Linked DNA regions of Sus scrofa: all the other regions are linked to region 1. A link is a contact called in public Hi-C and HiChIP or PLAC-seq data. All regions are on one chromosome and are shown on one strand. Each heading gives the region's core, a stretch centred on a gene start, on an enhancer-like site or on the middle of the called end of the contact. The rest is flanking DNA. Distances are from core to core; before and after follow the strand shown. Region 1 has its middle 120 kb from the start of JUN. Region 2 overlaps FGGY (FGGY carbohydrate kinase domain-containing protein). Region 3 overlaps FGGY (FGGY carbohydrate kinase domain-containing protein). Region 4 overlaps FGGY (FGGY carbohydrate kinase domain-containing protein).

Region 1 (5,775 bases), core at 1,959-4,458:
GATCATCCTTAAATCAGCTTTGAAGCCATGCAAGATTTTCCAAACCACATTGATATACAGCTTTCTGAGTTTTGGTTTTACCACTATGATTTGGGGGACCCACTCAATGTTTCCCCTCGACATCCCCTTGATTTTGTGTGGACATGTTTTCAGAGGGGACTGATGTCATCTAGATATGACATCCTTCGGTGTGTCATGGGCAGAGGAAGAGCATGTCAAAGACATGGGGGCAGGAACAAACATGGAGAATTTAGGGGACCGCGTGGAATTCTCTGGCTTGGAATGGGATGGAGAACACGATGGGAGAAGAGGCGGGAAGAGTGAGTTGAGACTACATAGTGAAGGGCCTTGGTGCTGCTCTGAGGAGTCTGGATTTCATCCTGTTGGGAATGAAGGCTTTCAATAGCTACTCAAGAGGGATATTTATTTTTGGTAAAAGGGCAAACCCAGCAAGGCAGGGACAGGCAGAGTCAGTCACCCTGGAGCCAATGGCTCCCTTCAGTTTTGCCGTCCTGATTTGCTCCAAACTTCTTGTTAACCTGCTCCCTGAGATATTACCCCCAAGGAAGGTATCTCGATGGACTGGTGATGACAGATACAAGTTTCTGATGTTTTGCTTTCAGCCCAATCTCAGTCTAGGCTGTACTGGGATATTTCAGCATCCACCCTCCCATCCCCCCAGCTCTATCCCAGGCCACATCTGTGGATCAGGGCCTAGGCCAAGCCCAGAAAGGTGAGAGCAGAGGCTTCTGTCTTCTGACCTCTCTGTTGTAAACAGCGACGGAAGACTTCCCTGGGGGGAATTTATAACCTTCCTTCTCTTAACCCTCTACCCAAACCATGTCTGCCTTTGTTTTTTCTTTTCTTTTCCTTTTATGGCCGCACCCATGGCATATGGAAGTTCCCAGGCTAGGGTTAAATCATAGCTGCAGCTGCTGGCCTATGTCACATCTATGACCTACACATCTATGACCTACACCATGGCTTTGCAGTCACACTGGATCCTTAACCCACTGAGCAAAGCCAGGGATCAAACCCACATCCTCAGAGACTACGTAGGGTCCTTAACATGCTGAGTCACAATGGAAATTCCTTATGTCTGCCTTGAGTCTAAGTCTAAAGTCATGAAGCGAATGTAAAAATGACAGCTTTACCCTTTCCAGCTATTCAAGATGCTTTATAATGGACAGGCTTGAATGCTAATAGCTTCCTTGTCTCAGAGGGTATTGAACAGCAGGCTCTAGGAAGGATTCTTGTCGGCAGCAGGGAACTGGAGTCTGACAAACAAGGACTCTACTCCCTGTCCAACTACTTCCAACCTCTAAGCCTCTGTTTTCTTAGCTGTAAAATAGGGATCACAGTAATCCTTCTTTATGGGGTTCTTGAGAAAAATAAACAGGACCACAATGGGACATTGCCGAATGCCTGGCCTTAGTACATGCTCAGTAAAAGCTGGCTATAATCAAGGTTAGCGCCATCACCTACCAGCGGTTGAGGTTTGTGCTTCCAGTGGTGAGCTGGTCCTTTATTTCTGGGTATGACCTCTAACTTAGAACACACTCAAGTAAAAGTCCTACAGGCAAGGGACCGGTCATTAATACCATTGAATATTACCCTTCAAAGTCCATCTACCTATAGGAGCCAAACTTCTCTTTTGGCAGAAAAATAACTTCCGAGAGAGGAAGAGATAGGTCCAAGTCCACACATTAAATTAAGAGACAGGTTCAGAACCAGATCTTGGGTCCCTTGACACTGACCCATGCTCAGTGACAGTCTTTTTACGTTTCACTTTCTGTTAACAAGGAAAATTCAGGACTTTAGCAATTTGTCTTCATTCATTGGACACCTATCACTCAAGAGATTCACAGTAGGGTATCTAGATCTATATTGATCTAGATCTAAATGTCCATTCAATGCAACAGCAAGTCCACACAAGACGCATTTTTTTTTTTTTGGGCCATGCCCAGAGTATGGGAAACTTTCTGGGCTAGGGGTCAAACCCTTGCCACAGCAGTGACTTGAACCAGTGATAAGGCCAGATCCTTAACCACTAGGCCACCAGGGAACTCCCATGAGGCTGTTTTTAGTGTTAATTTCCATTTTACAGATAAGGGGCATGAGGCAGAGAGAACTTAAGTTTCTTACTCAAGCCCACAGCCAACAAGTAGTAAAGCCACGATTTGAGCCAGGGTTTGAGCCCAGGCAGTTGGGCTCCTAAGTCTGTACTTAACAACAACAGCGTACAGACCTTCCCAACATGCAAAAAAGTGTACAGTGTCTGCCTCTGAGAAGCACACTCCCTGGAGAAGAGAGACAGCCCACAAGGGTGTGTAGTCACATGCTACCCGCACCAGGAGAACAAAAGAGGGAGCGTTTGTTCTACTAGGGGAGGAGAGAGAGAATTAAGAAAGCAGCCTGAAGGAGGTGACTTTTATCATTTCCAGAGTTTTCCTTTGTTGAGGTGGGGAAGTTTGAGGTAGCTAAGGCTTAGGGAATATCATCACAGAGCTCCGGAGGCCAGGATACCAGGTATGAACAGTGTGTGACATGGCCTAGTTACTTAACTTCCAGGGGCCTCAGCTTCCTCACCTGTATAATGGGGATAATAACACCTGCCTTGTGAAGCTGTTTGAATACTAAATGAGATCATGTGCTCGCGACCCAGTGTTATTCCAATCTTTATTTACCTCTCATAAAACTATTTCCCTCAGTAAAAAATTTTAATTGAGCCCATTTTTTTTACACCCATGCTCCCAGTTGCATTAGTAATAATAATCCTAAGTGTCATTATTAGTCATTTGTAGTAACAATATAATTAATAATAATGTTAATTGGCATTGATTGAGGGCACTAAATACTTAATATGTATAATCTGTATCTATCTAATCGACTCCACAGAACCTATCTTAGAGATAGGTAGCATTATCCCCATTTTAGAGATGAGAATAATAAGGCTCAGAGAGATGAAGAAATTTACACGAAGGTCTCCTGGATAGGAAGTGGCAGAACTAGTATTCAGACCCGAGTCTGTCTGGCCCGAAAAATGTCCGACAGAGAATGCCCTGGGTTTGGAGTTCACGCCGGCCTTGGCCATGTCCCTCAGCCTCTTTCTCAGAAAGAAAACAAACATTCTAAGCGTTCTGCGTACACGTTGGAACAGGAACGCCCTGGAGAGGCAGGCTGAAGCAGGAAGATCTGTCCTTATTTGGAGGGTGGGGTTGGGGCCGTCCCTCAGCCTTGTCACCCAGCCTGGAGGTCCCGGCCAGAGCCGGACTGGAACTGGCACCGAGGTCGTCTTGGCGGGTCAGCGTGTGCCTTCTCCGGCTTCGGGTGGCTCTGGGCAGCCAGGGGCGACCGGCCCCCCGCAGGGACTGTCTGCCTGCCAGGGAGGCCGCTTGCTGGTGACCCAGCCCGTCCCCACGTGGGTGGCTCCCAGGCAGCAGCGAGTTAATCTGCTATCTGTTGGGAAGGCTTCCAGAACCCTCCTCCCAGCCCGTGTTTGCTCAGGGCTGGGCTCTTCAGAAACTGAAACCAGCGGGGCGCCAGGCCCCGCCAGCTCTCATGGGATCCTGCCTGGGTTTACCTTCTATGGGGAGGCCCGCGAGGGCTGGGCGGAGCGCGGTGTGCAGCCAGGCAGGGCCGGCGACGTGGCGACCGGGATCCCTCCCCTCCTCCCAGGAGTCACCCCGCCCCCACCCCGGGACCTGCTCCAGGCCCGGGGGGAAGCACGTGGGCTAACCAGCCACCAGGGGTGGCTGGAATCCTGGCCCAGCCCTGCACCCTCTGAGACATTGAATGCACCACTAAACCTCAGGAGTTTGGCTTTCTTTCACTATAAAATGGGGGTAAATAATACCTAGCCGCCAGAATCAGTAGCATCTGTACCTTAGTACCTCTGATCCAAAAGAAGGAGTTCCCCTCATGGCTCAGTGGATACGAATCTGACTAGCATCCATGAGAACACAGGTTTGATCCCTGGCCTTAGTGGGTTAAGGATTCTGGGTTGCAGTGAGCTGGGGTGTAGGTAGCAGCGCAGCTCGGATCTGGCGTTGCTGTGACAGTGGCATAGGCTGGCAGCTGTAGCTCAGATTCAACCCCTAGCTTGGGAACCTCCATATGCCATGGGTGCAGCCCTAGAAAGACAAAAAAAAAAACAAAAACAAACAAAAAAACCTCTACATATGGTCACTGTACTGGTGTGCTTATTATCAGTATGGCTGTTGGGTTGGGCAGCCTGCCTTGTGAGGTGGTAAGCTCCCATTACTCAAAGTGTCAAGCACAAGCTGAGTGAGATGGGGACAAAAAAGGAAAAATTAGGACAGAAAGGGACCCGTACTTGCCAGAGCCAGGTACTACTGACTTGGTCATCTCAGAATCACCTGGGAAGCTCACTCCATCTCAGATCCACTGAATCAAAACCCCTGGTGGCAAGTGTTTTAAAAGTACAGCTTTGCTTTCTTTTTAAAACCACTGATCTAGACCAATAATCCCAACATTGTTCCTCTTCAAAAGACCCTTATGTTCTTCCCTCCTACCCCATTGATTGCACAGTGGGAAAGATTTTATTGACCAAACTAGATTGGTTAACTCGCAATTAATTTATTTGCTTTCTACATAAATTATTAACCAAAGACCCAGAGTTCATCCAACAAATAGTCGTTCATTCAACAAATTTATTTGCTAAGCAACTGCTTGTGCCAGGCACTGTGCTGCGTACTGGGGGACAGTATGGGAGCTCTGTCCTCAGGGGCTCTCCAGTCTGGTGTGGGATGTAGACAGGGAATGAGAATTCAGATACTTGGCCCTGAAGCCAAGAGAATGTCACTGAACATGACACCCAGAAGCCTCACAGCGACCAGATAGAGTTCCAGTCAAAGGCAAAGAAAGTTGATGCACCATTTCTCTTTATGGCCTCGTTATACAGAAAGTTGGATGGCCCTCTCTGACACACACACACACACCTGCACTCATAAAAACACCTACATACACATATAATGTACAATGGCATTATTACTTTTACGGATTCCATAAAGTCCAGGACCCTTAGATCACGAACATCTAAGGCCTTATGAAGAAAAGAAGACCTTTTGGACCTAATTCCTACTTATGTGGCCAGTCTCCTTACCTGCCATGCACCCCTGAACACTCAGAGCAGAGTGGCTGAGAGTATGGGCTCAGAAGCAAGACTGCCTGGGGTTGAATTCCAACTAGATTCCTTACTAGCCATCTGGAGTTATCATGGGCCAGTTACTGTGTGATCCTAGGCACACAGGCAAGATCTCTATGTGCCCGGGTTTCCTCTTTGGTAAAGTGGTCCAAACAGAAGTACCTGCCTCACAGAGTGGTGGGAATTATAAACAGGGCCCTGAAAGCAGGTGCTGGGCACTCACTATCTGAGCTGTTACCATACTATATCACGGGTTGCCTTTGATGCTCTCTCTGCCTAAACAACCCCACCCTTTCTCTACCTGGAGAGCATATAGTTATTGATGTGATGTCTCCTCTCTAGAGCTTTCCTTGCTTTACTTCACTAAGCAATTGGATACTTTTTCCTCTAAGTCCCCAGAGCTCTTTTTATAGACTTCTTAGGTGCCTCTCATCCTGCAATCATGTTTCTAATTGTGGTTTAGGTGTTTCCCTTCCTTGCTGGATGATGAGTTCTTGAAGAGCAGGGGCCATATTTTATACATCTTTTCATCTCTAGGGACATGACAGTCTCTGGGACAAAATAAGCTCTTGCCATTACCTGTTGAATTAATGAATGGGCAGATGATG
Region 2 (5,775 bases), core at 2,329-4,828, 750 kb before region 1:
AGACTCACCATAGAAAACAAACTTATGGTCACCAAAGGAGAAAGGTGAGAGGGAGGGATGGACTGGGGGTTTGGGATTGGCATATGTACACTATTGTACATGGAAGGGATGGTCAAAGGGGACCTTCTATATGGCACAGGGAACTCTACCCAATATTCTGTGATAACCCATAATGGGGAAACACCTGAAAAAGAATGGATGTGTGTATATGTATAACTCAATCACTCTGTTGTACAGTAGAAATTATTGCAACATTGTAAGTCAACAGTATTTCTTTTTTTTTTCTTTTTTTGTCTTTTTATCTTTTTAGGGTTGTACCTGTGGCATATGGAGGTTCTCAGGCTAGGGGTCTAATGAGAGCTGTAGCTGCCGGCCTATGCTACAGCCACAGCAATGCCAGATCTGAGTCACATCTGTGACCTACACCACAGCTCATGGCAACGATGGATCCTTAACCCACTGAGAGAGACCAGGGATCGAACTCGCAACCTCATGGTTCCTGGTCGGATTTGCTTCTGCTGTGCCACAAGGGGAACTCCCAGCTGTATTTCAATAAAACTTAAAAAAAAAAAAAACCAGGCTTCTGCCTCAGTTTCCCTTCTTAAGTTTTGATCTTCTTTCGTCTCATGCTCTAGACCCTGCAGGCTGGGGTGGGCTGGGGCTCTGGCTGTGCTGCCAATCCTCCTCCCCCTGACTGAGGGGAAGAATCTTCCCACTGATAGGCAGGAGATAAGAGTAACAAAAAGTTAACTGTATTAAGCACTTTCTATTTTTTCTGGTTTACCAGCATTGCCTCTTCATAACAAGCATAGACGTAGGCGCAATTACCAGTCCTATTTAACAGATCAGGAAACTAGATGCCGAAAAGATTTAGATCCAAGGTCATAGGGCCAAGGTGACTAGAGGCTTAATTCGTAAAAAGGAATTCTACTAGTACTATCCTCTACTAGAGGATCCAGAGCCTTCTCTTTTCATGACCAGCCTCTCTGCTTTTGAGTGTTGGGTACTCCCTGCATGTTCATGCCTGTCTTTTTCAAAAATCATTACCACAGTAGCACCACTAACTGAATCCCTATACGCCTTACATGCATTACCTCATTTGACCTTCCCAGCAATCTTATGAAGCAGACATTTTCATACCCATTTTACAAATGAGAGAGGCAAGGTTAGAACAGGTATGTTATTCAAAGTCAACTGGCTGTGAGCCAGGACTCGGGTACCATACATTATTTCTTTGTGATTCCTTGATCACTGTACCGTGTGTCAAAGGCCTGATAAATATTAACTCTCATAATGGCCCTACGAGGTAGGTAATACTAATATTCCCATTTTACAGAGAGGGAAACTGAGCCAGAGAGAAATGAGGACATCTATTCCAAGGCTCACAAGTAAAAGTGGCAGAGCTAGATTTTGAACCCAGGTAGTTAGGTGCAAGTGTCTGGGCCCCCAACGTCGAGTGCTGTGTTGCTATAAATGAAGGATGCCGGGGGAGGGGAGGGGAAGAGGAGATGATTTCAAAGTGGAGGAAATTGGAGGACCCATCATGGCTCAAAGGGAATGAATCTGACCAGCATCCATGAGGACTAGTATCCATAAGGGTTTGACCTCTGGCCTTGCTCGGTGGGTTAAGGATCTGATGTTGACATGAGATGTGGTGTAGGTCGCAGATGTGGCTCGGATCCTGTGTTGCTATGGCTGTGGTGTAGACTCAACTGCAACTCCTAGCGCGGGAGTTTACATATGTCGCAGGTGCAGCCCTAAAAAGACAAACAAACAAACAAAAACAAAACAAAACAAAAAACAAATGAGAAGGAATTGTCTCAGGACAGGCAGGAGGCTCAGTGAATCCAGGAACTACCAAAAGCTCCCCACTCACGTGGACGGGAGTAGTCCCCCAGAGCCCTGGCTCCTCTCCTCCAAAAAGGGTCAGCCACCCTGGAGAATTTTCCAGCATTGAGCAATGGTGTAGGTGTTTAGTTTCCTTTAGGCCCATGGAGATGCATCATGAGGAAATTGCCTCAGACTCTGGGGAAAGCTGTGACTCCTCTATGCAGCTACAAAATCCTCAGAAGAGATAGAAGTCAATAGTTTTAAGTGACTGATTACATTTAAATGTGTGTGTGTGGGGGGGAGATCTTTTATCAGGAGGGGCAGAAATAAACATGTATTAAGTAGGCAGAAACAAAGGAGATGTTAAACCCTTAAAACTGTGATTTGTTCCGTTTTACAGAGAAATAAACTAAGGCTCAGAACAGCGAAATGATGTTCCTCAAATCAAGTGCAAGTACAGGAGCCTAGGTGTGGTTGGTCCAAGGCCCATATACATGACTTCAGGCTGCAAGCTCCTAGCTAGTCCCCGACTGCCTCTCATTTGCCTATGACTGATCCATATGGTTTCAGAATTTCCCCGTAATTAATGGTGAAATTACCAGGAATGTCTGCATAAACACAGAGACCATCCTGCCAGCCTGGTGTGTTCTGGTCTAAAATGTTATTATTCTGAAAAACATAGCTTCAGGAAAAGAAATAGTTTATAGGGAAAGTCTCCAAGAAATCTTGAAGCCATAAAGAAAGAGATTCACAGATGTCAGTAAAGGAAAATTGAAAACTTCTGGATAAGACACTATAAGCAAAGGTAGATGATGAGGATCCTATTACAAGAAAAACTTCAATATATACGACAAAGGACTGAGGTACAGAGCACACGAAGAACTCCTCTAAATCTGCAAAAGAAAGACAAAAAACCCTATAGGAAAATGAAGAGAGGATCTTAATAGGCCATTGACAGATGACAGACCGAGGATATAAAGAAAATGTTCATTCTTACTAGCAACAGGGCAGAGGCAAAGGAAAAGAACATAAGCAGTCATTTTCTGCCCAAGACTTTGGCAAAAATGTTAAGCGACTGACAATACGCAGTGTTGGCAAAGGCAGAGGGGCACCGTTGGCAGAAATACAAACTGGGCTGGCCTTTATGGAGGGCATTTTGGCCATAGCTAAGACAATTTCAAGCGCACGAATCCTCCCAGAAGAAATTTTATTTTTTTGTATCTCTCCAAGAGAACTCTTCACACATGTATGTAAAGAACCATACCCAGGATGATCCTGGCATTGCCATATGCAAAACTAGATACCAAACACAGTCTAAATGTCAATCAATAGGACATAGGTTAAGTAACTTTTTATAAATGCAGACTCTGGAATTACCACCCACAGGTAATAGACATAGGGCGGCTCTATATGCACTGACATCCTCCCGACAGCTAATAAGTGAAAAAAAACCTTGTGGAGCAATTTGCACACTATGATCCTAGACGCTCCCATACATATGTCTGTGAATGCATTAACAAGGTGAAGAAGACATACAAAACAGACAGTAACGATTCCCTCTGGGATCAGGAGAGGCTTGTGCCTTTTGCCTTTTACTCTGAATTTCTATGTCGTCTGCGTTTTTACAGTGTAAGTGTATTTCTACCATTGTTCACTATCTAAAGAGAAGCGAGTCAGCCAAAGAGACAGAGACACTTGCCTTGTGTTCGGGGTTACATCCTGTTCGCGCAGGATTGAGAAATACTCTGACCCAGGGCCGCGTCTCCCTCCTCTGCGGATGGGAAGAAAGCAGCTCATTTGGAAACTGCCCTCCCCTCTTCTCTCCCTCTCATTTCTGAAGGGGCTCGTCTACCTGAACACATGTGGGTTTACACACAGTCCTCACCAGCATGTGCTGACTCAGAATAACCACTGCCTAGGTTAGTTCACCACCTGAGAACTTTTGAATCACTGAACAAAGAGATTCTTGTCACCTTGGTAAAACTCATACACAATCAAACCCCAAAACAAACTCCAACAGCAATAACAAATTGTCGGGTCTCCTGAGCAGAAGACTTGATTTAAACCATGGGGTCCAATGGGCACAGATTGGACGTACAGCTCCAAAAATAATGGCTCTGCTAGCCTAAAACATATCAGATGTTCCTTTAGCCTTAGCTCGCCCAAGACATAAACTATGTGTTCAGGGGAAAGCAAAGTCAAATGACTCATGACAGAGTTTGTTTTTAGTATGAATTATTTTTTCTGGCTCCTTGCTTTTAAAGACGGATCCTTTTCAGATGGGTAGAAGCAAGGACTGCTGGGAGCTGGGCTCTTGAGCCTAGCCCATTCCCACCCCCCACTTCTGAAAGCTGGAAGCGGATGCCCTGAGAAGGAGAGTTTATTTCCCATATGATCACTCCCACGATGCACTGCTGCTGCTTTTTTTTTTTTCCTTTCGAAACAAGTCAGGCAATGGCAGCCTGAGTGAGGTGGGTGAAAAACACTAGATCTGGAGCCTGAGAGACCTGAGTTCTGATTCCACTGCTACCATTTGTGAACTGCTTGCCACAGGGAATGTCACATGACTTCTCTGGTCTCTGGGCTGCAGTCTGAGAAGAATTCTGAGAAGAGTAAGCACCACTTTAGATTGTGGTGGGGACTCAATGAGGTAACCCAAGCAAAGTGTGTGCCTCACAGGAGACACTCAGTAAACAGCAGGGACAGGACTCCTCAAGGCAGACAGGGTTCTGTATACCTCAGCATCCCTAATGCTCATCTGAGAACGAGGCAGCAGGTATTTGAGGAAGGCAGGCAGCAATGCACTTGGTACTTATGATATGCCCGACACTGTTCTAATCGCTTTATATGGATTATCTCATTTATCTTTACAAATAACACAGGAGGTTATTTACTATCCACACTGAGACACAGAGAGATTAAGAACCCTGACCAAGGCCACACAGGTGGTCAATCGAGGGCCTGAGAGCTGAATGCTTGCGGGATGGCTTTAGAGCAGGAGGCGGGGAGGGAAGACAGCAGACCAGAGGCTCCCTGCATGGACTCCAAGGAAAGGCTACATCAGGAACAGTCCACCTCTCAGATCACTGTCGAAGAACAGACACAGGGGAAGGAGGCAGACAGCAGGAGTGTGGTCACTCGTGGCTCTGCAGGAAGACAGGTGGTGGACAGCCAGAACCCACCCATGAGTATGGCAGATTAGGACAGCTTCTCAGAGCGCTTGGGGCCAGGAGCTGCCCATGCTTCAGGAAGAGTGAGTACCCTCCTACAGAGCTGATGCCCATAAGCATTCACCACCTCCCTCTCCTCAGTTATAGAACTAAAACGAACCTAGAATTCCAGAGCTGGAAGGGACCTTAGCCATTGCCTGTGGCCACTCTGCTGTACAGGTTAGAGCACCACTACTTGCTAATGCCACACCACAATTAGAGTAAAGACCAGAGTCCCTACTTTTCAAGACAGCAATCAGCCTCTGGCACCGGAACAGACTAGTAGCCACCCTCCCTTCTATGCACAGCCTTGAGATTTTGATATCCTTTTCAGTCATTCACCCTTCCCATAGCTCTCATCCAAGCAATGTTCAGGAAAGTCATTGCTGACCAATGGGCTAGCCTTTGGGCTTTGGACATGTCCAGTCCCCCATAGACTGCTTAGCTTGCTTTCCAAGGAAATCACTGAATAACCTACTAGGCAAGCAAGTCTTTCATAATGATATGGATCTCTGTAAGAGTCTGCCTACAGGGAAGTGATGGGCAGAATTTGGAATAGTGATTTACCAAGGTGAATTAACAAAATGCCTTTTGGCTTTATATTTTTGTCTCATGAGCTGCCCTAATAATGTGTGTAGATAAAAGCATTAATTTGTTCATTCATTTTACCACGCAAATCTACATTTTCATCTTAGACACAATGAATTCACCGTTAGGTTCCTGAATCTTTTGTTCA
Region 3 (5,775 bases), core at 1,599-4,098, 710 kb before region 1:
ACTAAAATCCTCAGGCATTCATGAGTATGTTTAATTCTTTGGAAGAGATATTTAAAAAAATTTTTTTTTTAATTTTCTTTTTTCAGCTGCACCCACAGCATATGGATGTTCCCTGGCCAGGGACTGAATCCAAATTAGAAGGGCTCTTGACCTATGCCACAGCTGCAGCAAGGCTGGACCCTTAACCCACTGTGCCAGGCTGGGGATCAAACCAGCGCCTCTGCAGAGACAATCCGGATTGTTAACCCACTATGCCACAGCAGAAACTCCAGAAGAGATATTTCACAAAGATGGATTCAAGAGGCTTGAATCGGCTGCAGGGTACCACATGTTCCAAAACGTGGAACACACAGCTACTGGAATCAGACACTTGCATGGGACCATTTCTTACAGTGTACCGTCGAGTTTTACTTTTTCTGGATCCCTGTTGCCCGTGTGGGTTGTAAGAGGTACCAGGAAGATTATATGAAAAGTACCCTGCAGGAGTTCCCGTTGTGGCTCAGTGGTTAACGAATCCAACTAAGAACCATGAGGTTGCGGGTCTGATCCCTGGCTTGCTCAGTGGGTTAAGGATCTGGTGTTGCCATGATCTGTGGTGTAGGTCCCAGATGTGACTCAGATCCCGTGTTGCTGTGGCTGTGGTGTAGACCGGCAGCTACAGCTCTGATTAGACCCCTAGCCTGGGAACCTCCATATGTCAAGGGAGTGGCCCTGGAAAAGGCAAAAAGACCAAAAAAAAAAAAGAAAAAAGAAAAAAAAAAAGTACCCTGAAGAGTTCTTGGTACCTAAGAGGGTCACAATACATAGAGCTCTCATTACTGGTACTGGTGAAAAACCTGGCCTCTAACCCTGACCTTGAGACCTTGCGCCAGTCACTTCCGTTCTTACTGCTCAGCCGAACCAATATTTCTTCAACTCTCAGTTATGACTTGGGAGCCAGACTTCTCGGTTCTAGTGTTTACTAGCTGTTTCAACATAAGCCAAGTTATTTAACTTCTTTTCGCCTCAGGTTCTTCAACTATAAAATGGGAATAACTGAGTTGTTGTGGGACTGAACGTGCATTCCTGACCCAGAGAAAGAGCTCATAACGTGCTACTGATTATACTGACAGATAGGGAAACGGAGCAGAGAGAAGAATGCTCAGGTCACAGAGGGAGTGGAATGCCAAGCGAGGTTTGATCCACAGCCTGTGTGCTCAGCCTTGAGCTATACTGCTTCTCTACTTTTTTGTAAACCTTTTGTTAAATGTTATCAATTTCCCTCCATAAAATCCACGTGTGATGTGAAATGTCTTTTGCAATTTGGTGGTAGGAAAAGCTCCGTCTCCCAAAGAAACTAGTATGTTTCCTCTTTTTGAAAATAAGAATTATGCAACTTATCATGTGTTCTTTTTTTGTCTTGGCTGCCAGGAAGCTCAAATTGTCTGTGCCATCATCCAATTGAGTTGTTTCCTTCTTCTTATATTTTTGTTCCTTATTTTTTCTTTTAATTCCCTTTTTACTCACATTTTCATTTGTGTCTCTTATTGAAAGAGACCTCAAAGGTATTTGGAAAGTGGTGGGTGGAGAAGAAAGAAGGACATATAAGTCTGAAATTGACATGAAAAAACTTAAGTTTTGAACCTTACCTGTTCCACGTACTAAAAGAAAAATGGCCAAGAGGAAATTTAAATGAAACGATTTAAAAGCTATTTTAAAGGAGGAAAAAAAAAAGAAAAAAAAAAAAAAAAACCAACAGAAAAACAGAACGACCAACAGCAACAGAGGCCAAGTCAAATGAAAACTGCAATAAATATGTCTGAGGCTAGAAGTGTTTGTGCTTTCCCTGGCTGGAACCTATCATTTCTTAATTATATCCTGTGTGTGTTTTGCAAGACATGAGCTGCTGTCAAGAGGAAGGATAGCCCCAGACAGGGGAGGGGCCATGGCCCACCCCTCGGTCCTCACCTACCTGTACAGAAGCAAAATCCCCCGAAGCACAGGCCCCCAGAATAGCAGCGCCCACAAGAACAGACTCCACCTCTTGCGACAGGACCACAGGCATGCCTGCACAGGACAAGGCCACACCTTGGTTAGGGAGCAGGGCCAGGGATAGAGTGGGGAGCCAGCCAGCAGCTCCAGCAGCACAAAGGCCTGATGTAAAGGCAGCAGCGGGGGTGGGGCCTCCCTGACCCCTGCAGTTCCCTGTTCTTTGGGATTACCTGGTTCTAAAGGATTTCACTGCCTCTGCCTGCTGGTGCAGTAGCCAAGGGCCCCCCAGAAGCCAACACCATATACATCAACTCGGGAGACCTTTCTGCCCAGGTTTTCCAGGCTTCTGCTAGCAGCTACCTACCATTTCAAGTAGTTCAACAAACACTGATCAAGTGCCCTGCTAAGCCCAGAGAATACAGGGTGTCTTGCTATTCATATTCAGGTCTCAAAGGGGATGGATGAGCAAGAGATAAAGGCCGAGCAGAGGGGCTGGGTCTGCAACTGAGAAGCACTAAGAAAAGGGAAGTCGTAAGAGAGGGTGTGATTAATTCTTCCGGAGGCTTCTTATTTCTTCCTATTTCTCTCAGAGCACCAGCCAAAGCCCCTGCCAAGGCTGACAAGGCCCTCCAGGATGGGTGTCACTTCTTCCACCCTGACTGGCCTCTCCTCTTCTCACTGCCACACTGCCTGGCCTCCTTGCTCTCTCTTGAGCCTACCTCGGGGCCCTTGCCTGTGCTGTCCCCTCTGTCTGGGGTGCTTCCTTCCAGATGTCCCTATGACAACACCCTCTCCTTCCTGCAAGTCTGTGTAAACATGCCCATCCCCCTGCAGCTTTCCTGACCATTCGACATGAAATGACAACTTACCCACGACACCCCTCACCCCCACACACTGTTTCACTGTTTCCTCCCCATGTTATGACATATCCTCTTTACTCTCTGTCTCCCCTAGTAGAATATAAGCTCCATGAGGGCAGGGTCTTTATTTTGCCCATTGCTGGATCCAGAAGGGAGACCAGGATCTAGCACAGGGCAAGTACTTACATGATGAAAGAATGAATTTTTGAGATGGGGGCAGGGTCCAAGCAGGGATGCTCAGGATTAAACAGGTATTTGAGGATGCGTAGGGAGGGGTTCACCAGGCATGGAGGTACACTCCACATGCCAATTCCCAGAGGTTGAGGGCTCATGGGCTTACAGTTAATAGGACTAACTTAGGGTTCTGAGTATCTTGTGTGTGTGTATGAAAGAAAACATACATAAAAATATAAATATATGTGCTAATCAGGAGATGGCAGCAAACTCCACAGAGGTAAACTCTGCAGCCAGACCTGGAGGATCTTCCTCTTCTCAAGACATCAGTTGTCCCAAGACTGGATTTTCTCTTCCTATCTCTTTTAGGAAGACCTCCCTGGCACATCCTCCTCATCCTCCTCCCCAGCCACCCCAGACAAAGGGGACAGGGGAGAGAATTCCCACACATATCTCAGGGGACTTAGGAACACCAGCCTCATACCACAGGGCCACTGCTGGAGACAAGGCTGACAGGTATCAGCTGGGGTGGGGTCTCTGGGAAAAGCTTCAGATGCGAAGACCAGCCCTGTGTCCTTCAGCCAGTCACTCACACCCTCTTAGACCTGGTTTCCCTGTGAAAAATGGGGCTGAGAAGAGAGTTGCTGAGAAGGTGGATGAAAAAAGGCACATAAGGTGCTTCATGCATTTCCTGGCCTATGATAAGCCCTTGAGAATGGTGGTGGCCACTGTTCAGATGACTCTCAGGGAGGGGCGAAGCCCTTCTAGAGCGGGGAAGTGGGCCAGTGGGGAGAGGAGGGGGTGGGAGCGCGTCAACCATCCGAGGGGGCCGGAGAGACACCAGGACACACTGAAGCGCTATGCTGGCCGCATCAGGAGAGAGCACTGTGAGCCTGTGCAGAGTCCAGGGATCATGGAGACGGGAGAGGGACTGTGACCATCCTGTGGGCCTGGGACTTTTTATTTTTATTTATTTTATTTTATTTTTTGTCTTTCGTCTTTTTAGGGCCTCACCTTTGGCATATGGAGGTTCCCAGGCTAGGGACTGAATTGGAGCTGCTGCCGCCAGCCTACACTACAGCCACAGCGATGCCAGATCCCAAGCCACATCTGTGACCTACACCATAGCTCATGGCAACGCTGGATCCTTAACCCACTGAACAAGGCCAGGGATCGAACCCGCAACCTCATGGTTCCTAGTCAGATTTATTTCGGCTGCACCACGATAGGAACTCCCTATTTTTATTATTTTATTATTATTTTTTTAGGGCCTCACCTTTGGCATATGGAGGTTCCCAGGCGAGGGGTCGAATCAAAGCTGCAGCCGCCAGCCTATACCACAGCCACAGCAATGCTAGATCCAAGCCGTGTCTGCGATCTACACCACAGCTCATGGCAATGCTGGATCCTTAATACATTGAGCGAGGCCAGTCACTGAACTCGCATGTTCATGGGTACAAGTCAGGTTCATAGGTTCGTTTCCGCTGAGCCACAGAAGGAACTTCAAGGGCCTGGGACTTTTTAGAAGAAAGCACGGCACATGCTGCTCACCCTCGGCCACTCCTTGCCCTGTCAAAGCCTCACTAGTCTGAGCAGGTAGGAACTACTCACAGCACTCTCCCCCAGAACAGAAAAACAGAGGAACTGGGTAAATCCCCATCAGCTCTCCAGCTGCGGCCCTAAGAGCTCTGGAGCCATGCTGCCAGGGTTTGAATTCTGGCTTGCTCACTGACTTGGCTGTGTGATCCTAGGTGAGCTACCTAACCTCTCTTGTGCCTCAGTTTTCCCATCTCCAGAGTGAGGTTAAAATTCTACTTATCTCACAGAGTTGCTGGCAGGATTGAAAGTGCTGTTGTAAATAAGGCACTTAAAAGAGGGCTCGGCTTCCAGGAAGCACAGAATTAGCTGTTGTGGTTCTTAATGTTTATCTTATCTCAGTTATCCCCATCTCCTTCCCTCTCAGCAACACAACCTGTTCTGGGTCCTGGGACACTGGTCTGTGTGGACCACCTCTGTAGGCTCATGGCTGCATCCATGACCGAGCTCTCCTCCAGTCAGGTGGCCCTTTTCATAAAGCCCCTCACGCTCAGCTTGGTTCCCTGTCACACCAGCCCCTGCAAGTCTTGAGCGGTCAGTCTAAGAGCAGCCCCATGGTACTGCCTGCTGGCTGGATTTTCCCTCTACTCTGCCCACACCTCTGTCAATAGACCATTCGTTTGACGTTTTTTTTTTTTTTCCCAGTTAATCCAGTTTGCATTGTGTCATCTGGCTCTGCCTGGATCTAACTCAGAGACACCGGCTTCCTCAGGGTCCCCCATCCTCTCTGGACAGTGGTCAGAGCATGAGAGCACTTTTGCTGTCTGTAATGACCCTCTTGGCAGGACATTCCTCTTCTCTTTTGTGTGCCCATGCCAGGCTCAGCGCTGGTGCTCAGAGAAGGCTTTGGAATGAATACATGAAGGCCTAAACGACTGAAATAATGAATAAGACAGGAAGAGGGAAACCCCTATGGAAACGCCACAATTCAACAAAACAAAATTTAGGAGGAACATTGAGTCCCAAGTCAGTGGGGGAAACCTACAATTACTTAGTACACACAAAATATTTCTTAAAACCACAGTTAACTAAATGCCTAGGGTACAAGGAGATTCTTCCTCCTCACGTAGAGAACATTTCCCAAGTTGGCAAAGGATCACTCTCCCTGCTTGCACGGAGCAGGAGCGTTCGGTTCCCCAAAGGGCAAAGATTGGCTTACAAGATAGCAAACTTT
Region 4 (5,775 bases), core at 1,378-3,877, 590 kb before region 1:
TAGAGTCAGACAGACCTTCAAGTTTCTCCTCCCACCCCACCACACATACCTGAGCCAAGATGAATATCATTCTGGCCTTTATATGGGGGTGGTAAGAATGTGCACCCATAGTTGTTGTTCATATCAAGTGTTATCTACGCAAACACTTAGGTAGTTCCCAGTTCATGGTAAGGGCACCACATCAGAAGAGCTCCTTATTGCTCTTTTTTCTTTTTTTGTCCTTTTGCTATTTCTTGGGCTGCTCCCGCAGCATATGAAGGTTCCCAGGCTAGGGGTCCAATCGGAGCTGCAGCCACAGGCCCACGCCAGAGCCACAGCAACACAGGATCCATCCGAGCTGTGTCTGCAACCTACACCACAGCTCACGGCAACGCCGGATCGTCAACCCACTGAGCAAGGGCAGGGACCGAACCCGCAACCTCATGGTTCCTAGTCAGATTCGTTAACCACTGCGCCATGACGGGAACTCCCTGCTCTGCTTTTGAAATAAAATTTTTAAAATTCATTCTTCCAGTTTCCTTGAACACAATTTTGTTCTTTCTAGATTATATACAGGTAACTGCGATAAACTTGAGTGTTGACCATCACTCCTACATCTTCGAAGATGCTACTGGAGAAGTTCATTAGGATCATGTGGGGATTGTATACAAGGCAGATGTTTAGGGCCCAGTCAAATCTACTGATCAGAACCTGTCATAGTGGTGGTTGTGGGGACCCAGTAACCCACATTTTAAATAACTCCTTGGTTGACTATGCATATTCAAATTTGAAAACCACTATAATAAGTAAATAAGGACAGAAATAGATATAAAAACAAACAAAAGAAAAATGCACATCATATGGTAGTTCTATATTTAGTTTTCTGAGGAACCTCCATACTGTTTTCCACAGTGGTTGTACCAATTTACATTCCTACCTAAAATTATATCCCTCTCCTGGGCATATATCTGAAAAAAAACTTTCATTCAAAAAGATACATATACCCCCATGTTCACTGTAGCATTATTCACAATAGCCAAGACATGGAAACAAATCTAAATGTACACTGACAGATGAACAGATAGGAAGATGTGGTACATATATACAATGGAATACTACTCAGCAATAAAAAATAATGGTATCTGCAACAACTGCAACTAGAGATTCTCATACTAAGTGAGGTCAGAAAGAAAAAGACAAATACCATATGATATCACTTATATGTGGAATCTAAAACATGGGCACAAATGAACCTATCTACAAAAAAAAAGACTCAGATATAGAGAACAGACTTGTGGTTGCCAAGGGGTTGGGAGAGGGAGTGGGATGGACTGGGAGTTTGGGGTTAGTAGATGCAAACTATTACATTTAGAATGGATCATGGATAAGCAATGGGGTCCTACTGTATAGCACAGGGAACTATATCCAGTATCAGGAGATAGACCATGATAGAAGATAATATGAGAAAAAAAATGACTGGGTCACTATGCTATACAACAGAAATTGACTCAACACTGTAAATCAACTATATCCTAAAAAAAACTTAATTAATAAAAAAATCCTATGTCATTCTATGTTCAAAATAAAATACTCATTTTTTAGATGATCTATATTATGATTTCAATCTACTATGGATAACTGGAAATAATGTAAATAATCTATTTTCTCATGTTGTCTCTCTTTATATTTTCCATTTGCAGTTTCTAGCAAACAGTACTTTCTAGTTCTAGTCAAAATGGGAACAGAAGAAAGTTTAGTGGGAAAATCTGACACTGTCATCGATAAAATGAAGATGGAATATTCAGAGGGATGGGCACAGAAATACTAGAAGGCTCTGGAAGAATATTCAGCAGCTCAGACTGTAGTGAGCCTGGGCAGACTTTGTACACTCTCTACTTCGATTTGAAGAAAGAGAAGAGATAATGGGATGAAGAGACAGGAGCAGAGGCAAAAATCCTCTCACTAAGACAGTGGCCAAGATCAGAGTGGGTATGAGACCCTGAAAAGCAGCATCCTCCAGCCTCAGGCCTGGTGCTGAGATACAGAAGTCGGAGATGGAGAAATGTACTTTCCCATCTAGCTATGCTTCTGCAGTTTGAGTAACAAACATTACAAAGGTGGAGTGCAAAGCCCTGGCAGCAAGTGAGCTATGTCTGAATTTCCAGGGCCTGGGAAAACAAATATCTGCTCCATTCCATTGAAGTGAACTTTTGTTCTAAGATAAAATGAGGTTTTTTTTTTTGTTTTTTTTTTTTTTTTACTGCTTTATCTGTTCCTTTGCAGTATCACCCATTGGTATGACAAATCCTAGCTGCTTGCCCAAAGGCAAATTCTTCAGGTAGAACACTTGACAGTTTTCACACGACAGTCAGTGCCAAGGAAGCTATTTGAATGATAGGTTGATTTTCAGCATCCAATTTCCTCAACTTAGAATTCAAGGCTTTTTACATTTGAGCTTCTGACCTGGAAGAGCTGACACTTGTTGATTGCTCACACAGGTCAGGAAATGGCGCCAGTACAGTACAACCACCAGAGGAGGCGCTGTTGTCATCCCCATTTACAGAAGGGAAATCTGAGACAGCAGTTAAGTAACTTGCTCCTAACAAGTGGCAAAGCTGGGAGTTCAGAATCCACACATGGTACACAGCTCTGATTTCCTGGCCCTCTCTCACTGTTTCCTCATACTTGCACAACAAGTTTGCCATACTGAAAAGACCCATGATGGAGTCAGGCTTTTCCACACTCTTTTCACTTTCCATTCCCGCCTCCTGAAATGCTTGTCCCATTTGCACCTCCTACGTGATGCTTCCCTCACTTGTCCTGGCAGAGCTGGTTGATCCATTCCGTGTGCTCTTGTGACACTTCCCTCACATCTGGGAAAGGCAGTGTGAAGGTTACAATGGGATTTTTCTGATGACAGGTCTGCCTTCTCCACCAGCTGCTAAGCTCCTCCAGAGAAAAGACTGGATCATCTTCAGCCTGGCAGCCCCCATGCCCTACATGGCATCTGAGGCCAAGTATGGGTCTAACACATATTTGCTAATTGAATTATCTGCTACCTTGCTTCTTATACCATAAAATGTTCCCTCTCTTCATTGAGGTCAGTTTCCTCAAATGTCACCACTCTGGATTAAACTTTCCAGAACTCTCTGTACTGGCACTCTCTCACTCCTGGCACTCTCTACTGCTTTACACAGACCTGTTCTTAATAACACTTAGCAGTACCTGATAAACACATAATGATGCATATACAAATACACACATGTACACATATGCCCACACATGCACAAACACACATATCCAAATGTGCATATACATATGCACACACACATATGTATACTGGTATACATACATGTACACAAACACATATGCACAAGCATTCAGCCGTACATGCACATTGCTGAGCATGCCAATAGAGGCACATCTGTGCACACATATGCACAAACACACACATATACACATGCACAGACAGATGTGCACATAAACATATATGTGGATACACAAGCACACATGTGCATGCATACTCTGTATGCATGCATACTGTGTATATAAAAATATTCATGAGTATGTTTCTATGGGAGGTTATGGACACTCCCAACAAGAAGGAAGCTTCATAGGAGCAGGAACTTGTCTCTATTCACCACTATGTCCAAACATCTACAACAATGCCTGGCACATAAAAGGAAAATATCACGTATTTTTTAAAATAAAAGAATGACTTCGCCTTGAACACTTCTATCATTCATAATACACATTCGTTTAGATCCCATCAATCATAGCTAAATATACACGGCACTGCCAGACACTAAAGAGCTTTACAGAATGTCGCTCATTTATTCTTCAAACAACTCTATGAGGTGCGTGCAAGTACTATACCCATTTCAGAGAGGAAAAAAACTGAGGCATGAAGTATCAAGCAACTTCCCAAGGTCACAGAGACAGCAGATGGAACTAGGATTGGTGTTCAAACCAGGATTTGAACTCCTATGTTGTATTACCTCAAGACTTTTCATTTTCCTTGTGTTCAGAAGCCAGATTCTGACATCAGAATCATAGTACAGAGCATGATAAAGATTAGCGTTATGGAAGGTGGGGTGGAGGAGGTGCTACTCTCAGGTATAACTAGTGACCAGTACCATTTTTCTATATTCCAGACATTTTTTATTTTTAGTCTCTCTAGATAGTTATCCTGGCCACAAGATGGTAGGAGGCAATCTTCAAGATTCCCAGTGTAGGGAAATAAATTCTTTTTTCTGTTTGCCCTTTATGATGACTCATATGAATGCTTAGTTAAGAGAAAGTTGAAAACAAGGAAATTAACCAGGCCCGTGGAGAGATGATAAGGAAGCAGCCGGCAGTTCAGATGTGAGGCCGCCGCCAAGAAGCGATAACTGGAGATGTGCATTTTCCCACCAACAGCTGCTGATGTACAAGCCCCAAAGTAAACATTAGTGCTCAGGGATATTATATGGATGTGAAGCACCATGTGTTGAGTTTCTGTGCCATGAAAAACAGTGGATCTTTGGGGTAAGCCTACTCTTGCAGCCAGTGACGCAAGTGCAATCTTGACATCGGGCCCCCAAACAAAACACGTTTCCAGCAGTCTTCTACCTTTTGAACTTGGAGCGCTGAAGTGCTCCTAACAGGTGGCTGGCAGTAGTAGAACCAGGAGCTGGGTTATCCCGGTGTTTTTGTTTTTGTTCCCAAGTTCAGCAAAAGAAGACAAAAGCTCATCTTTTCAGTCACATACGAATCCATGAGAGAATAAGGGGAAACTTCCGATTATGAATTCCCTCTGGATACCAGATAAGGTTCTGAAGCGGATGAGCTGGTCAGAGATTTGCTTGAAGTCAGGGTCTCTGGGCATAGGAATCTATACTAAGTCTAGACATTCTGCTCTGTTCAGGAGGAAAAACTTTCCCCTATTGGATGCAAAGTCTTCATGAAGTAGATGTGAAGTCGTGGGGAGAAAGAGATCAGCCTTGGATCCAATCCTGCCTTATCCCCTCTGCTTGGGCAAATCCCTCTGCCTACTGTAGTGTCCACTCGCTCAACCATTAATAGAGGTAAAAATACCAGGATGGTGGTTTGAAAAGAGCAAGTCACTCCACACCTGACTTTAATAACATCAACATTCAATTCAACATTAATCAACAAAAGTAATCAACAAAATTATTATCCACTTTAGGATTACTGATCTTTCCACCATGCAGTCAAAAATCAGCCAGCCTGGTCTAATAAGCCTCGTCTTATTCCCCGTGACTGGGAGAACCCCAGACACCGGTGCTGTCCTTAAGTATTTTTTTTTTAAATAAATTCACTTCTTCACACTGGGCCTCAACTCTCTCATCCATAAAATGGATCTAAAAACACACCTACCCAGAAGAATGTTAACTAGAAGCTCTATCTTCCGTTTTGGATATAGATATATGTTTGTGTAGTTACAGGCTAATGTATGAAAAGGCACAGACATATATAGACATACATTAATATATTAGCAGGACAAGTAGGAGAAAGCGCATAGACTCTGGAGTCAGAAAGACATAGACCTAGACTCCAACTTCATTATTTATTGAAATGTCATACTCAAATCTGCCCTTCCCCCATCCCTGCTCTGCCCCTCATCAAGGCTCCCGCAGCTGTTCTGCTATCAGGCAGCAGTGTTTCTCATTAAACCAAACCTCAACCTAAAACAGTAACCTTCACATCACACTAACAAACTCCCTCCCCTTCTAAGTCACATCCAGGAACTCCCGGAGTCGTCCTTGCCTCTATCGGCTTGGGCACTGACACCAC

What was found. A called contact is a pair of places that touch in the nucleus more often than the background predicts. HiChIP or PLAC-seq counts read pairs in DNA pulled down with a chosen protein or histone mark.
Region 2: a contact with region 1 is called in a Hi-C map of subcutaneous adipose tissue, with 1.7 times the contacts expected there. The contact joins two enhancer-like sites. A contact is called at or near these places in 5 of 47 Hi-C or Micro-C datasets (mesenteric adipose tissue, psoas muscle, retroperitoneal adipose tissue and 2 more) and 2 of 2 datasets of contacts at active chromatin or transcription factors (alveolar macrophages and skeletal muscle).
Region 3: an H3K27ac HiChIP or PLAC-seq map of alveolar macrophages shows a contact between it and region 1. The contact joins two enhancer-like sites. A contact is called at or near these places in 2 of 2 datasets of contacts at active chromatin or transcription factors (alveolar macrophages and skeletal muscle).
Region 4: an H3K27ac HiChIP or PLAC-seq map of skeletal muscle shows a contact between it and region 1. The contact joins two enhancer-like sites. A contact is called at or near these places in 2 of 47 Hi-C or Micro-C datasets (liver and skeletal muscle) and 2 of 2 datasets of contacts at active chromatin or transcription factors (alveolar macrophages and skeletal muscle).

The regions. Positions count from the first base shown.
Region 1 is chr6:153,559,218-153,564,992 of Sscrofa11.1, forward strand. No RefSeq gene overlaps it. Among named protein-coding and RNA genes, the nearest start is that of JUN, 120 kb to the right of the region's middle. Within about 2 kb of position 3,209, at least 76 of the 83 cell types and tissues checked have an H3K27ac peak or open chromatin away from gene starts, as enhancers often do. A contact at or near this core is called in alveolar macrophages, liver, mesenteric adipose tissue and 3 more, where this site is marked.
Region 2 is chr6:152,813,488-152,819,262 of Sscrofa11.1, forward strand. The region is part of intron 14 of FGGY (FGGY carbohydrate kinase domain-containing protein); the gene reads right to left. Among named protein-coding and RNA genes, the nearest start is that of HOOK1, 110 kb to the left of the region's middle. Within about 2 kb of position 3,579, at least 19 of the 83 cell types and tissues checked have an H3K27ac peak or open chromatin away from gene starts, as enhancers often do. A contact at or near this core is called in alveolar macrophages, mesenteric adipose tissue, retroperitoneal adipose tissue and 1 more, where this site is marked.
Region 3 is chr6:152,848,098-152,853,872 of Sscrofa11.1, forward strand. FGGY (FGGY carbohydrate kinase domain-containing protein) reads right to left here. Exons shown (of 16, transcript XM_021097811.1): 14 at 1,952-2,046. Among named protein-coding and RNA genes, the nearest start is that of HOOK1, 140 kb to the left of the region's middle. Within about 2 kb of position 2,849, at least 24 of the 83 cell types and tissues checked have an H3K27ac peak or open chromatin away from gene starts, as enhancers often do. A contact at or near this core is called in alveolar macrophages, where this site is marked.
Region 4 is chr6:152,974,389-152,980,163 of Sscrofa11.1, forward strand. The region is part of intron 7 of FGGY (FGGY carbohydrate kinase domain-containing protein); the gene reads right to left. Among named protein-coding and RNA genes, the nearest start is that of FGGY, 240 kb to the right of the region's middle. Within about 2 kb of position 2,628, at least 11 of the 83 cell types and tissues checked have an H3K27ac peak or open chromatin away from gene starts, as enhancers often do. A contact at or near this core is called in alveolar macrophages, liver and skeletal muscle, where this site is marked.